Regions from separate parts of the Mus musculus genome. Here region 1 is linked to region 2. A link is a contact called in public Hi-C data. All regions are on one chromosome and are shown on one strand. The core of a region is the stretch at or near the end of the contact, and the rest is flanking DNA. Distances in the headings are between cores, read along the strand shown.

Region 1 (2,700 bases), core at 165-2,664, 170 kb before region 2:
ATAATAAATGCATTTCATTCAGCCAATTTCATACCTAATTTTGGTGACGTGTTTCCACCAGGTTTCAAATATGTACAGAATGTCTTTAAAAGTATATTATGAACTTAAGCAATCAGGTTTCATAGGTGGTATGATTACCAGAAACTAGTCCCTCCCAGGAGACCTATTAAAGGTATAACACAGATATGTGATGGTCTAGTAATTATGATTACTAGTAATTATTAACTCACAACTATAGATGCCTCTTAGAAATCTTGAAATTTAACAGGGATTTGAAAGATTTTTTTATCTACATTTTTTTCATGTAAATTCCTAAGGTAAAATTACCAGCAAAAAGGAAGAAAATTATTTTAACATATTATAACATACCTGATAGGTTATTTCTTGAGATTTATTAGGCATAAAAAGAAATATAATATTTTATATTCAATATATATCAAAAGGTATAAATAATGTTTATGTTTTCCTTTTGTCAGTAGAGCGTAAGTTTATTGTATTAATTTAGTGTGTGTGTGTATGTTTTGTGTGTGTGTGTGTGTGTGTGTGTGTTCACCTGCATTTATTTCATTGTTTTGGTTTTGGGGTGATGGGCACTGTCCTAGGATATCAGGAATATTTGACAATCATGAACCTTGCAATGAGGAAACAGTGTGTTGTTTTTATTGGACCAGACTGAAGGCTTAAGCAATAAGCTATTTTTTTTCCAAGTTTGGGAAGCTGATATCAGGATCCAGATATTGGCTGGTTAGGTTCTCCTAAGGCCCTCGTTGGCTTGCCAATGGCTGCCATTTAACTGTGTCCTGTCTGAGCATTTCTTTTGTGAATTCTGATGTCTGGGTGGCCTTTGATGTGTTGAAAAGAATCCTTCTCTAGGGATATTAGCAAGATTGGAGTAAGGGCTATCTTAACTCTTTTTCACTTCTTTACCTCTGTGTAAGTCCTGTCTCCAAAAGAATTCTAGAGTTCAGTTTAACCCACCCACCCTTTTAGACAGAGTCTCATGTATTCCTAAGCTGGCCTTGTACTCACTATGCAGCTGAAGTTGACCTTGAACTTCTGATCCTCCTGCTTACACTTATGAAGCATCATGCTCGGTTTATGCAGTCCAGAGGATCAAAGCCAGACTTTCAAGAATACTGGGCTAGTACTCTGCCAACTGAGCTACATCCCCAGGTCAGCTTTTAACACAAAATTCTGGAGAATCTGTAGTCAACATAAATTCTTATGAAAAATTTCAGGGAGTCGTTGACTAATAGATAGCAGAAAATGTGTGGTGTCCCTGAGATGGGACTCTCTCTGATTCCCTGGTTTAGTGTCCTGGTAGAGGGAAACAGGCGTCAGAGGCAGTACATACAGCTGTTGCCCTTCTCCAGGCTGAGTCTTTCTGATCTCTGCCTTGCAGCCATTCAACAGAGGAAACCGCCTGCTGCAGCTTGGTGACTCACTAAGATCTGTAATCTTTCCAGGGCGGTGATACTGTTGCAAAAAGTATTAGGAATGAAAAGTGAGCTCACCAACATAGAGTGCTTTCTTCATTTGTGGGATTGTTTTCAAGTTGATTGCCTTGTCTGCAAAGTAAGGATACACTGTGTAGGCTAAAGTAAGGATACTCTGTGAGTAGGCTAGGAGTCCAAAGGACAATAGCTAAAAGGAAAGGTCCTCACAGTTTCACTCAGTGCCAAAAAGTTGATGAGGCCAAAGAAAAATGATTTTAAATGTTGCCATTATAAATGTTATAAGGGACATTGATGAACTCATGTCTTCATGTGATGTGAATATACTTGAGATGCTAACTCATCACATACACTCCCATTGTCATAGTGTTCTCCAACACACTGCCAGTAGCGTGCTCAGAACTCCGTGATCCACTTTTGGCCCTATTCTCAGGGTGTGCTTTTAAAGGAGTTCTTAGTAAGCATGCAGAGTTTTCTTATTTACGTTAGTAATGGCTGTGTGTGTGTTAGCAGGAGATCACATATCTACCCTGAACCAATTATACTCATAAAAGGTACAGTACACAGCAAAATAATGGTTAATCAGGAGAAGGCTAATTGCTACTAATGAAGCTGCCGCAGACAACATAATTTGTTGTGAGCCGTGTTTAATTTGATGGTGTGGCTGAACCTGTTCATTCCAAACACATCTGAAGAAATGCACTTTTGTTCCAACTTTGTATCCCACAATCACCATCACCCTGAGAACTGTCCCACCAGGACTTGATCCTGGTGCCCAGGGCCACAGCTTGAAACTCAAACCTGCTAGGGATAAAAATTCACTCAGACTTGGTGCTGAAATTCTATAGCATTCTCCAAGGTGGAAGCTAGAACTCCAGCCTGGAATACTGGATTAGCTCCCCAGCACAGCTTTCCATAGGGAGATAAGGTGGCTTTATGTAAGGAGGTTTATACAAAGCCCTGTCAAGAGGACAAACAGGTAGGTGTTGGGTTATTTATTACCTGAGAAACACTTGGAAGCACCAATGTTTTCTTAGTAGTCCATCTTTTTAATAAAAATTCTGTCTGTGGTTATGCATGCAAGCCATGACCACAGAACAAAAGATCTTCTGTTCTGAACAGAAGAGTTTCATGCATGTTTTGTGTGTGTGTGTGTGTGTGTGTTTATATGTTACATACATTTATATGTGTTCAAATGAATGCCTGTGTACTAGTGTGAACATACATGTGTGTTAGAGGCCAGAGA
Region 2 (2,700 bases), core at 75-2,574:
TAAGGATAAGCCTAAAGGTCACAGGGGAAACCAGGAAACAGCACACTCCAAAAGGTAACATAGCATGCCCTCAAGTAAGGGGGGAGCATGGAGAATCAGTCTTAAAGAACAGTGAAATTGTATTGCAGTTCCAGGCCATTTACCTCTGCATCTACTGTGCTCTTTGATTTACTCCTAGCAGGGCAGGGACAGGAAAGACCCCTGTAGTATGAATCAGTCAGTCCATCCTCCAGACCCTTGGGTTCCCTATCTACAGATAAAAACTACAGCAGACTGAAAATATCTGTGGACAAAACTGTCTGAATTGAACGTGTATGGACTTTCCATGTCATCGTTTCTTAAATGATTCAATTATGACCACACACACAATGCATTTGCATTATATTAGGCATTATTGGTAACCCAGAGATGACCTGAAGTGTATGTGTGTACATATATATATATATATATATATATATATATATATATATATATATATGGAGGTGTATATGAGTTATTCATTATTTCTTCTTGTGCCATTTTACATTAAGGAATTGAGCATCTCTCAGTTTGGATATTCCAGAGAAGGTTCCAGGAATTAAGGCAATAACAACACCGTGGAAGGACTGGGTTCACCAACGCAGTCAACCAGCCACATAGCATATACCTTACATCTGCACAAAAGGTGACTGTGTAAACTGATCAGCCATGAACAACAATCCTGAAGTTAAACTTGAACATTGTGTTGAATCTGGGGCCCTAGTTGGAAAAGGATCCTCTCTTCTTCACGGGCATAGAAAAGGTTGTCTTTGGATCTTGGTCCTTAAGGGCTTTTGCTTCCGTCCACTGATAGAAGAGCCTCCAGACTCCCTCTCAAGGCCTGTTCCCACTCCCAGCATCCTTTGCGACTCTGGGGAACTCCTGCCCTGTATGCTGACCTACCAGAATGACAATGGGGACAATACTAACTCTCCCATACAGCCCAGTTAGCTCCCTGTTGCAGCCCCACCTGTCTCTCTTGCCTGGAACCCCTTCACCTCCTGATAGGCAGGTCTGTTTTGCTAGAGTGAAAAAATGCATCTGAGCCTCACGTGGACTAACAGAGTGGCTGAAGGTTGAACGCCAGGACCCGGATGAAAAAGGCATTTGTGGTAAATTACAGTGGAGGCCTAAAATGTGCTTTTATTCATTCTCTTCCTGTCGAGGCCCCTACACAGTAAAGAAATGATTTTGCTTTTCTCCATAACATTTTAGTGTGCCCATTTAGACAGTTCTGAGGGGCACGGTGACAGCGTGGAGGGGTTAAATGCTGCGTGCTTGCCTGACAGCCGATTACGATTACGTAACTGCCTTTCCTGTGGGGCCGTTTTCATAGTGGGATGACTCAGACCGGCAGAAACCCACAGTGGGGGGACCTCACTTGGGACAATTATATTGAATCATATGCCTTTGCCCAAACAATTCGCTCTGTGGGGAAGACGCAACTTGTGCCTGGCATCCTTTCACACAGCCTTATTTTATGTTCTTTGCCTCAGTGGGAGAGGAAATAGATGATCAGTGTTGTGCCGGGGAAAGAGCTATCTACTCCAGCTCCACAGGCTTAGACACACCATTTGAAGGCAGCCAAGGGAATTTTTCTTTGTAAAAGTCGGGAGGCTGCTTGGAGAGTGTGTGTATTGATACACAGTGGTTACAAAGTAAATAAACTGGGATGGGTGAGGAGAATTAAGTGTGGGGCAGAGGCTTCAGCGCCGGCTTGGGGAGGGGGGCACTCAGAAGGAGCAGGAATGAGGAGGCGTGGGCAAACACTGCTGTCAAGCCTCCACATACAACAAAGGTGGTGGCAATTGCTGTGTAGCTTGTGACCAGAAATTAATTGATGTACATGCAACACTCACTTAATTTGCCTAATTACAATTTGTTCACACCCGCACCACAGGGCTTTGTTACAAATGACTCTCCAGCTCAGTCCACTGGGTGGAGGGTAGACGTGTCATTCTGAAGTGGTTTGTGGGAGAAATTTGCATATAACATCTTCCCCACCAAATTATTAATTGGTTCCCGGGGAGGCCTTGGTTTCTGAGGTTCTGCTTAATTGCTATTCACGTCAAGGTTAAACATCTGCCCCCGGTAAGTGGAGGTACCCGCTAACCCAACTGCATGCCTGGCTGTCAGCATCGTGTTTACATTCACAGCTAGGGAGTTCATGTCAACACATCCTTTCCATGAAAACAACAGAAGATGTTGCTGATCACCAAGGCTGTGTGTAGACTACAAGAGGGGTGTGGGGAGGTTTGGGGGTGGCTGGAGTGTCTCCTGCCTGGCAAAGTATCAAGAATGGGATCTCCTACTGAGATGGAGTGAACACTCAGCCTTAGAAGGCCTGAGTCCATTTCCCTCTGCCATTGTGAACAGTGCTTTTTACCAGGGATTTTTGTTCCAGCTTGCAGGATAGCATGGAAGTTATAGCTTCCATTCTGTAACTTTGACAGGCATCAGGTCCTTCTCTTTTCTAAAGAGGGCAGAGGATGGTAGCATGGGGGAAAGGGGGATGAGGAGGGGCTGGGGGCGGTGTGTGTGTGGGGGGGGCTGGCTTCTACTTTTCTTCCTCACTCCCACAACCCTACTTTGTAATTCAAATAAGCCTTTCCAAAAAAAAAAAAAAAAAAAAAAAAAAAACAAGGGGGCAGCCTTAAATCTTCTAAGGCAGTTAAGCAAATT

The links. A called contact is a pair of places that touch in the nucleus more often than the background predicts.
Region 1: a contact with region 2 is called in a Hi-C map of pre-megakaryocyte-erythroid progenitors, with 3 times the contacts expected there. The contact joins two enhancer-like sites. A contact is called at or near these places in 14 of 39 promoter capture datasets (the 3T3-L1 cell line, 3T3-L1-derived adipocytes, the C10 cell line and 9 more), 3 of 15 datasets of contacts at CTCF or cohesin (CD8 T cells, large pre-B cells and pro-B cells), 67 of 484 Hi-C or Micro-C datasets (the AtT-20 cell line, B cells, the Ba/F3 cell line and 48 more), 5 of 115 datasets of contacts at active chromatin or transcription factors (bone marrow-derived macrophages, embryonic stem cells, large pre-B cells and 1 more) and 2 of 9 other capture datasets (embryonic stem cells and embryonic tail).

Annotation. Positions count from the first base shown.
Region 1 is chr12:117,979,260-117,981,959 of GRCm38.p6, reverse strand. All of the region lies in intron 57 of Dnah11 (dynein, axonemal, heavy chain 11), which reads left to right. Among named protein-coding and RNA genes, the nearest start is that of Cdca7l, 140 kb to the right of the region's middle. Within about 2 kb of position 1,414, at least 1 of the 459 cell types and tissues checked has an H3K27ac peak or open chromatin away from gene starts, as enhancers often do. A contact at or near this core is called in pre-megakaryocyte-erythroid progenitors, where this site is marked.
Region 2 is chr12:117,808,970-117,811,669 of GRCm38.p6, reverse strand. No RefSeq gene overlaps it. Among named protein-coding and RNA genes, the nearest start is that of Cdca7l, 34 kb to the left of the region's middle. Within about 2 kb of position 1,324, at least 28 of the 459 cell types and tissues checked have an H3K27ac peak or open chromatin away from gene starts, as enhancers often do. A contact at or near this core is called in pre-megakaryocyte-erythroid progenitors, where this site is marked.